Linked DNA regions of Sus scrofa: all the other regions are linked to region 1. A link is a contact called in public HiChIP or PLAC-seq data. All regions are on one chromosome and are shown on one strand. The core of a region is the stretch at or near the end of the contact, and the rest is flanking DNA. Distances in the headings are between cores, read along the strand shown.

Region 1 (2,995 bases), core at 241-2,740:
TTTCCATCGTATATCTCAATGTTGGCAGTTTGAGTGGATCATCGACTGTACCTGGAGGCATATACTCACCTCTCTCTGGCTTTTTGCTTAAACAAGTTGGTGTTGCTGAATCAGGAGTTGACTCTTAAAAGTCCCTAGTGTTTCACCTCAGATTTACATTATTTCTACAATTTGTTGGAATACGAAACAGAGGGCGCACCTTACTTCTGCATCCATCATTCAGATGATTTTCCAATGAGAACAGGCTCTGTCGTACGGATTGTGAAGTCCTTCTCCCCCGGGACTGTATTCAGATTGCTGCAGTCCTTCATCTGTCTTAGGCGATAGGCCTTCCTTGCTATTAGCAATGTTACGTTCTTATTAGGAGTGGAGGTTTGCGGAGGTGGAAGGCACGAACAAGCTCAAGATTCTCAGGCATGGAATATGAATCTTCTTTTACCCACTTCTCCATAGCCATTCCTTATTTCCCACAGGAACCTATTGCCATTCTTTATTTTCATATGCTAAAATATCATCAGATATTTAAGATGTTTCTTCTGATGGGTATAATGCCTTCTTTCTTGGCACACCGTCCAGAAGACTCCCTGTTTACTCAACATTTTGTAGGAAACTGAGTTCAAGTGGAAAATGGAGAAAGGCAACTGGGTTGAGAGCAAAAGGGTTTTGTACTTGTTTTGTGGTGTGTTGCTCATCTTCTGTACCATAGCAAACCGCAACACTCAATAGCTTAAAACAACAGTTTACGACTTTCTCCCAGTCCTGCGGTGGCCTCTCTGTGTGACTGGCTTGGGTTCCTCAGAGCCTGGCCGTCTTAGAGAATTCAGAATTCTTCCATGGTGGTTGGAATGCCCCAGAATTAGTGATTCAAAAGGTCGAGGTAGAAACTTCGAGGAAATTACGTTGTGTAATTTCCACTGTGAACACTGGGACATATTTCATGGTGTTTCACGGCAGAGGCATCTTTCAAAACTTTCATACTTGGTCTGTCCAATACCATGGGAATGTATTTTATATTTGGATCTTATTCCATCTTTTCTTTCTTTTTCTTTCTCAGGGCCGCACCTGCAGCCTAGGGAAGTTCTCAGGCTAGGAGAGGAATGAAACAGAGCTACAGCTGCCAGCCTATGCCACAGCCACAGCAATGCCAGATCTGAGCTGTGTCTGCGACCTACACTGCAGCTCATAGCAACACCAGATCCTTAACCCACTGAGCAGGTTCAGGATCAAACCCAAGTCCTCACGGATAATAGCTGAATTACAATGGGCACTCCCTATTCCTTCTTTTCTAAAAGGGGGGTGGGGGGGGGCAAAAGGCGGTAGACAAAATGTACTAAAGTTAATGATGAAATTATTTCCTTTTACTTATCATCCACAATTTTGCCAAGGAAAGCACTTTGGTCAAAATGATATTATCCTACAGAGTGAGTTAGCCATCTCTGCCTGAAAAATCCTAAGTCATAGTTAGAATTAAAATGACACAAGAGGGAAGTAACCATTGATACTAATGACTCACGAAACTCCGGTCAGTATTTCCCCACCACCCCAGATGGTCAGGGTTCATAAATACTTGCTGAGTAGGTGTTTTCCGCTCAAATGGAAATAGCCTTGCTTCTTATTTTAAAAATAATACATTATGAGAAAATTTAGAGAATTACATGCAAGGAAACCAACATCCACAATTCTGAATTAATTGTTCATGTGTTCTTTAAAGTATAGTGATCTACACTATTTTACACACATGCAAATTCACACTCAGAAAACCTTAATGGGATTGTTATCTGCCTTGTGTTCCAAATTATAACATGGGCATCTTATGTCAATTAATATAGATGGCAGCATCATTTTTAATGGCTGCATAATATTCCAATACATATGTACATGTATATTTACATGTACATATGTACATGTAAATTCTTCTGTTAGTAGAATTTTTGATTATTTGCTTTTGATTGTTAAACCCCCCTATTCCTACATATTTATGCATGAAGCTGATTGTCTTAGAATTTTTTTTTTTTTTGTCTTTTTAGGGCCTCACCCTTGGCATATGGAAGTTACCAGGCTAGGGGTCAAATTGGAGCTGTAGCTGGCCTCCACCACAGCCACAGCAACGTCAGATCCAAGCTGCGTCTGTGACCTACACCTCAGCTCATAGCAATGCCAGATCCTTTAGCCCACCAAGTGAGGCCAGGGATCGAACTCACATCCTCATGGATACTAGTTGAATTCTTAACCCACTTAGTCACAATGGGAGCTCCCAGAAAAGCTTTAAAGAGCTGAAGGACCTCAAAAATCTTTCTCCGTGCTAAATGTCAACAAAGATTTCATTTGTTTCAACACAGTTCTCTCCTTCCATTATTGTGAAATTGGTGGTGCCAGGGCCTGCCCATACAATGGTGTCCTAAAGATCCTGAAGGTATATTTCTTGAATGGGTTGGAGTATAAGATACGTGTTTCACCAATATCCACAAAGGAAGATATGTGCACAAACTGTTTAAAGAAAAAGTACAAATCGTAGGAACAGGGATCAAGAATAAGAAGCAAGACTACATTAAATTTTTTTTTTTTTGCAGTTATGGTATTATGCAGAACAGACAAGGGCAGAATTTCCAGTTGGTCTGGTGGGTACCCAACCTTTTAAGGAGACCACATTAAGTCTCAACGAAGCTAGAACTAGAATTTTATAAACAAAATGAATCATTGTGCATCCAGTGGGCATTAGCTCTGGAATCCCTTATCAGATGTGATATAGCCATGCTGGTTTTGAGAAGCTCTGCACTATCCTAGAATTTGCCTTCTGTGGCCTTGCCCTTCAATGCCATAGCATCAGTGCCATCTCCCAGGAGCTTGCTGACAATGCAGAGCAGGGCGTGAATGTGAATCGCAGGATCCCCAGGTGATTTATATTCACAAGGTAGTTGGAGAAGGAAGAGTGGTCGTGGTCTACCCATCACATCCAATTCTGAAGTTTCAATGATCAGACCTCAAATGCTCCTGT
Region 2 (2,995 bases), core at 300-2,799, 850 kb after region 1:
TAGCTCCTATCCATCTGCCGAATTAAAGACAAACCTGCACAGGTGTCTGGGAAGGATGCTATAGCAGTGGTGCAGGTTTGGGATCTCCCTGCATCCCTATATGTTAAGTAGGCAGAACAACAAGGTGGGAAAACCAAGGAGTTGTTGAGAAAATATATCTGTGTAAAGACATAAAGACACGGAGCCATAAGTCGCATGGATGCCAGAGAAAGCAGTGACCCAAACAGGGAGAACAGACACTTCCAGGAACTCGGGTCTGGAAGGCGCCTGGTGTGTTTGAGGGAGATAGCGGGGGACAGCGGAGGAGAAATTGAGGAGGTGAGGCAGAGAGGCAGAGAGGCACTCAGGGTGGTAGGGAGGAGGCCAGCCCATCCCTGGGCTTTGCTTTCAATGCCATGTGAGGGGGAGAAACTGGACACTGCTTAGAAGGTTCTAGGCACTGGAGTGGTGCCCTGTGCTCAGCGTGATCCCTCTAACTGCCATCGTAAGATGTAATTAGGTGAACTACTCCCAGAGAGCGAAGGAAAAAGATATGTTAAAACCATAGGATCAGCGTTCCCAGTGCGACTCAGCAGGTTAAGAGCCTGACTAGTATCCATGAGAATGCGGGTTCGTTCCCTGGCCTTGCTCAGTGGGTGAAGAATCCAGCGCTGCAGAAAGCTGAGGTCGCAGATGCGGCTCAGATCTGGCATTGCTGTGGCTGTTGTGTAGGCTGGCAGCTGCAGCTCCGATTGGACCCCTAGCCCAGGAATCTCCATATGCCACAGGTGCAGCCCTCAAAAGAAAAGGAAAAAAAAAAAAAGTAAAAGTATACGATGAAACATTCCCCCCCCCAAAAAAAGTATTTATCCTGGGATTCAGGGGACAGGAAAAGGGAAATTTGTGTGTGGGTTTTCTTCTTTCCACGCCTCTGATTTACCTATTACAATGGAAAGCATTACTTTTTAAGTAAGTATAATCGTAGATAGACAGCTGATAGAGAGATGTGTTAACTTCCTGTGTTCCAGCTTCCATATTCTGTACAATCCATCTCCAGTGGTCCTTAAAAGTCATCCCCCAGGAACTGTTTTTGGTCCTCCCCCAAGTCAGTCTTCTTATTCTGGGGCAGCTTTTATTGTGGAACACGTTTCCCCCACTGGGATCTCAATTCTCTTTCCTTGTAACTTCTCGCCAACCTATCCTCGTTTTAATTATTTAGCAGACACGGAAAATGGGCTTAATTATGCTTTTACATCTGCTTGCCGTGGAAAGGTACCTGGGCTCGGAGACGCCTAAGAACATTTTGTAAATTTCACTTTCCTGGAGGCTGGTCCTGCGTTGGTGGACAGGGCTCAACAGAGACGTAAGAGGAAGAAATACACAATGAAGGAAGGGTAGTGGGAACACGTACTTCTCTGGAATATAAAAAGAAACTCGCATCTCCTATTAGGCAATCTTATAAAACCGTAAGTGACACGGGGAAGTTATTGGGAAATGTGAGGTCCTAGTAGGCTACTGTGGGCAGCACCACTGAAGAATAATTGAGAAATTCAGCCTGGAGAGGACTTCACACCCTCTTGTTGGTTTCAGAGTGGACTGCTTTTCTTACGAGAATTATTTTTAGAAACGTTATCTCATATCTTCCGTGCTTGTATTATTTTTTTTCCTTTCTAATTTTACACCTGACTGCCCTGAGTGGGTGTGTGTGTAGGAGGGGTGGGAAGTGAAAGGACCAAGTGGTAGTTGCACAATACAAAGGAATACAAATTGCTTAGACTCACATTGCTTAGACTCTTCTCACGAAATTCTCAGGCTGCTACTAAGTGGACTTACGCAATGCCTTTTAACAAATGGAAGAGCACTTCACTAATTGCATACTATTATTAGAGGGTGAGTTCAGTGAAAATAAGGGAATATAATATTTATAAATAAATGCAAGGTGTGTTGATTATGCTTGGTGAGAAGAACCTAGAAGATGTGAGAGATGGAGAAGAAAACAGAGAATGCCTTAAAACATGAAACTTTGTTTTTCATGAGTGAGAAGCTATGCCTCTACCTGAACAGACAGTATCCTATCGTCTTAGGAAATGCTTTCTCTAATACAGACTTTGGTTAAGAAAGCTTTTATGGGTGTTCTCGTTGTGGCTCCGTGGGTTGAGAACCCAATATAGTCTCCGTGAGGATGTGAGTTCCATTCCTGGCTTTGCTCAGTGGGTTAAGGATCTTGCATTGCCACAAGCTGGGGCAGATCTGGCTTTGCCGTGGCTGTGGCGTAGGCCTCAGCTGCAGCTCCAATTCGACCACTAGCCCAGGAATTTCCATATGCTGCAGGTGTGGCTGTAGAAATAAAAATTAGGAAAAAAAAAAAAAGTTTTTATGTTTTAGTTTATGTAAGGGATGGGACTGAAGTTATATAGAGCTGAAAATGTTTTCTTGTTCTCCAGAAGTCGCTCGTGGAAAAACACATGCAAACACAAAACATACATCACCAAATCTACACGTGCAAATGCACAGTCAAATCCCAAATGCTGGTGGTGCAAGGCAGACTGATCAGAACAATAGGTTCCACAGAGTTAGTGGAGAGAGATGGTGAAAATGACAAATACATTCATTTCCCACGAGAAATGATGACTCTTTGCTTACCCCAAAAGTCACCCAATTTCTTTTCCCCAAACAAGGCTGAAACCCAGAAGAAACACAAGCAAAAAGTCTGCTCTGTTTTTAAGGCAAATATTAGAGTAATAACCACAGCTACCACCTTCATGTTGGTTGAGCACTTTCTAATTTCCAGGAACAGTGCTAAATACGTGATGTACTTTAAATGAATTAATTCACTCACTCAACCAATCCAATCTGTCAGAGAATGCAGTGCCTGGTAGGAAAGCAGTTGGTCCCCAAGCAGGTCTCCTTGTCTCTCCCATCCAAACGTTACAACCAGTAGCCTCCAAATTGGCTGTGCACATCTCTGCAGGTGTATCAGATGGTCTACTTGGGTGTGAGAGGAAAATCTGAAAGA
Region 3 (2,995 bases), core at 255-2,754, 530 kb after region 1:
GTCTACCAATAACACTTGGTTTAATATGCTAAATTAGACCTCCCTGGTGTGAAGCCTGATTCGCACGGAGAGGGCTTGAAAAGGCAAGATGGTGGGTAACAGGGCTTGCACACTGTATCAAGCAAGTATTTGGCTATCAGAGTCACGCCGCGTGCACAGCCTGTTCCTTACCCTTTTAATTTCAGTATCTTTGCTCTGTGCTGGGGCAAGCGGCATAACGCAGGATTAAGAGCCATCTGCAAAACCGTAGCGCATTTCACCAGCACCTCCTAGGGGCCATGTGCGGGTATGAGGCTAGGAGGTGGGTACCGGTGCAGACCCTTTCCTTGTTCAGTTTCACCTCGCCCATACACAGCAATCCCCCGGGCTCTGCCGCTCAGAACGCCAGCGAGTTTGTTGAAGGAGTTTGGCGTCTCTAGGAGGCCTTTTAGAGGCTTAAATAAACTGCACGGAAGACACGTTCGATCGCTTGAAGTAATAAACATGCAACACACACAGGGATTTCAAACTGAGTGTTAAGGAAGAGACACCTAAATATACTGTGTCCTTTGAGAGCAAAGCTTCACTATGACACCAAAGTACTCAGATTTATGCACCACCCCAATTTACACACGCATACACACACACGCGCGCGCGCGGTTTAATCTGTAAAGTTCGAGGATCCGGACCGGTTAACACTGACGTTGACATAGCTTTTGAAAGGGTCTACATGCTCTTGCCTGGTTGCTGGGAATGAGGGCTGGGAGGCGCTGGTGCGAGGGCAGAGCTGAGTGCCTGTAGGAGTTGCCGTTCCAGAGAATTCATTACTCTTTAATTGCTCTGATTTTAGATCAGCAGAGCGTGCCGGGCGCTGGTGGAAAAAGAAACTGAGGGCGGACACTGCGAGAGGGAACGAGTCGTTCACCCTCCAGAGCAGTCTAGGCGCTTGTAAGTAATTCACCAGCAGTCGGGAGAAGGAAGAGCCAAGCGGTTAGGCAGTTGCAACACTTGCGCGCGTCTAAATCCAGCTGGGTTCTGCGCGCCGGTCGCGGTCCCTTTCCCCACTGAATTCGCGGCTCCTCCGCGCACCGCTGGTTCCGCGGGGGTTGTGAGGGACGTGGGGGCTCTTGGGTGGGAGGGAAGGGGAGAGGAAGAGGCGCCCCGGCTGAGGTGGAAGCCTCCACCGCTGCCAGCGTTTCGCCCGGACACAGGCACCCCGCAAGCCCCTTGGGATACACGCATGGCACAGCCGCCACGGAGGACAGAAAAAGGGAAGTGTGGGGCTCGGAAAGGGGTAGGAAGCTTTGCCCAAAGGCCAGGCTGCAATTAGGCAGCCGCAAAAGCCCGGCCGCGGAGCTTCCCACCTGCTGCTGTCCCAGCTGGGGCGCAACTTCCTCCTCCCCGGCCCCGCCGGACTCCCAGACCGGGCTCGGAGGGCGGAGGGGAAGGAAGCGGCGGCAGGTTCTCCTCGCTGGCTGCGCCGCAGGCCGGGGTGTAGCATCCTCCCCTCCCCGCCGAGGTTCCCGGGGCCGGCCGCGCGGTCAGGCGCGCTGCGATTGGTCGGCAGCGGCCGGGGCGGGGCCAGGCGGTATCTCCCGGACGGCCTCAAAAGAGCCCAGGATATTGCAGAGCGCACTGGAGCCCTAGCCAGCGCGCAGCCTTCCCCGGCGCCGGCAAGCTGGGTCTTGGGAATTCTGGTTTGCTTTGGCTCACTCGCTTTCACAAACTACTGGATCTTACATGCCTCTGTAACCCCCCACTTCCACTCCATGTCCCCATGCTCCTGCGCCAGCAACAGGTAAGGGCTGCTGTGTATTTTCTTCCCTCCTTTTCTCTTGTTGCCTGTGTATCCTGGGGAGTGGACTCGGGCTGCCGTCCCCGACCCTACCCTGCCCGGCTGCTCCAGAGGTGCCCAGCTGTCACGCTGTTGTAGCGCTCACCCACGCTCCGGAGTCCCAGATCATGCCTATAGAGTTTGTGTGCGCACCAGAACATCCCCAGAGCTAAAAATACTGAGACATGCTTGGAACAGTTGAGCAATAGAAACAGATTTCTCTGCAGCATCTGTTTGTGCTCATAACTTCCAGTGCACCAGCTGTAGCAAGATACAGCGTTTGGAGACAAGGGCGAGGGAGCCTGTGTTCGATTCTCACTCTAAGGGAAAAAAAGGGGCGGGGGCGGGATGGGGGGTGCGTCTGGAGTACTGGTCTCAAATCTTGGCAAATCTTGGCACTCGGTACTAGTCCTGATCCTTGGCGTCTCTCCTCCCCCCCCCCCCTTTGTCATTGCTTCAAGTGTAGCTTCCAGTTCCAAACCGAGCGAGCGTCTCAGAGTTGCTTTCCTGGGGAAGAGAGCGGGAGCTCGGGTTGGCTTTGAGCCTGAAGACCGCAAAACTTTTACATCATCTGTCACTCTCCCCTAAGCAACTTGTTTTTCTTAGTAATAATAGTGTTAATACCGAAATTAAAGGCAGTGTGGTTTCAGGGAAGCACAGTGGTCAAAACGACCTGATTCTGCAAAAGATTGCATCATAAAACATAGACTCATCATGACAATTGAAAAAAAAAACCGAGATAGGAAATGGGCAGTTTATTGCCTGCGTCTGGGTAATCCTATCAGTAGGATCATAACTAGGATAAGGCTGTGAATCCTGGGGATTTTCATAAACTCTGAATTTACCTATTAAGAAATAAGGCATTATTGTAAACGTGTTTTGGCTATGCAAAAAAAATGAATATTGCTTTGTACCACTTCTTTTCTTTCCATATTCATACTCGGTAGGCTGCCAGACTTCTTCTGGCTAACCACTGTTATATGTCTCCTGTATATTACCTGTACACTTGCTAGCTTCTTCCTGCTCACTTCTGCCCCGGCCCCCAAGTGTTTTATTTATATTTGCTATTACCCGGAAAAATCGCCATGTTCAGGAGTAAGAGATGTTTAAGGATGGTGGGAAGCGTGAGAGTTGGGGTCAAGGTCATTTCACTTCGCTTTCAGCTCCTCCCCCTCTCTCTTG

Evidence for each region. HiChIP or PLAC-seq counts read pairs in DNA pulled down with a chosen protein or histone mark.
Region 2: a contact with region 1 is called in an H3K27ac HiChIP or PLAC-seq map of alveolar macrophages. The contact joins two enhancer-like sites. A contact is called at or near these places in 8 of 47 Hi-C or Micro-C datasets (embryonic fibroblasts, fetal liver, heart right ventricle and 5 more) and 2 of 2 datasets of contacts at active chromatin or transcription factors (alveolar macrophages and skeletal muscle).
Region 3: a contact with region 1 is called in an H3K27ac HiChIP or PLAC-seq map of alveolar macrophages. The contact joins the promoter of LOC110255979 here to the enhancer-like site in region 1. A contact is called at or near these places in 2 of 5 promoter capture datasets (fetal liver and liver), 6 of 47 Hi-C or Micro-C datasets (embryonic fibroblasts, fibroblasts, mesenteric adipose tissue and 2 more) and 2 of 2 datasets of contacts at active chromatin or transcription factors (alveolar macrophages and skeletal muscle).

Annotation. Positions count from the first base shown.
Region 1 is chr12:10,887,081-10,890,075 of Sscrofa11.1, reverse strand. No RefSeq gene overlaps it. Among named protein-coding and RNA genes, the nearest start is that of MAP2K6, 130 kb to the left of the region's middle. Within about 2 kb of position 1,490, at least 1 of the 83 cell types and tissues checked has an H3K27ac peak or open chromatin away from gene starts, as enhancers often do. A contact at or near this core is called in alveolar macrophages, where this site is marked.
Region 2 is chr12:10,034,190-10,037,184 of Sscrofa11.1, reverse strand. No RefSeq gene overlaps it. Among named protein-coding and RNA genes, the nearest start is that of KCNJ2, 320 kb to the left of the region's middle. Within about 2 kb of position 1,549, at least 10 of the 83 cell types and tissues checked have an H3K27ac peak or open chromatin away from gene starts, as enhancers often do. A contact at or near this core is called in alveolar macrophages, where this site is marked.
Region 3 is chr12:10,360,863-10,363,857 of Sscrofa11.1, reverse strand. It overlaps LOC110255979, which reads right to left and starts at 1,504. Exons shown (of 1, transcript XM_021066710.1): 1 at 1-1,504. The coding sequence starts at 1,480. The coding sequence ends at 998. It also overlaps a transcript of KCNJ2 not described here.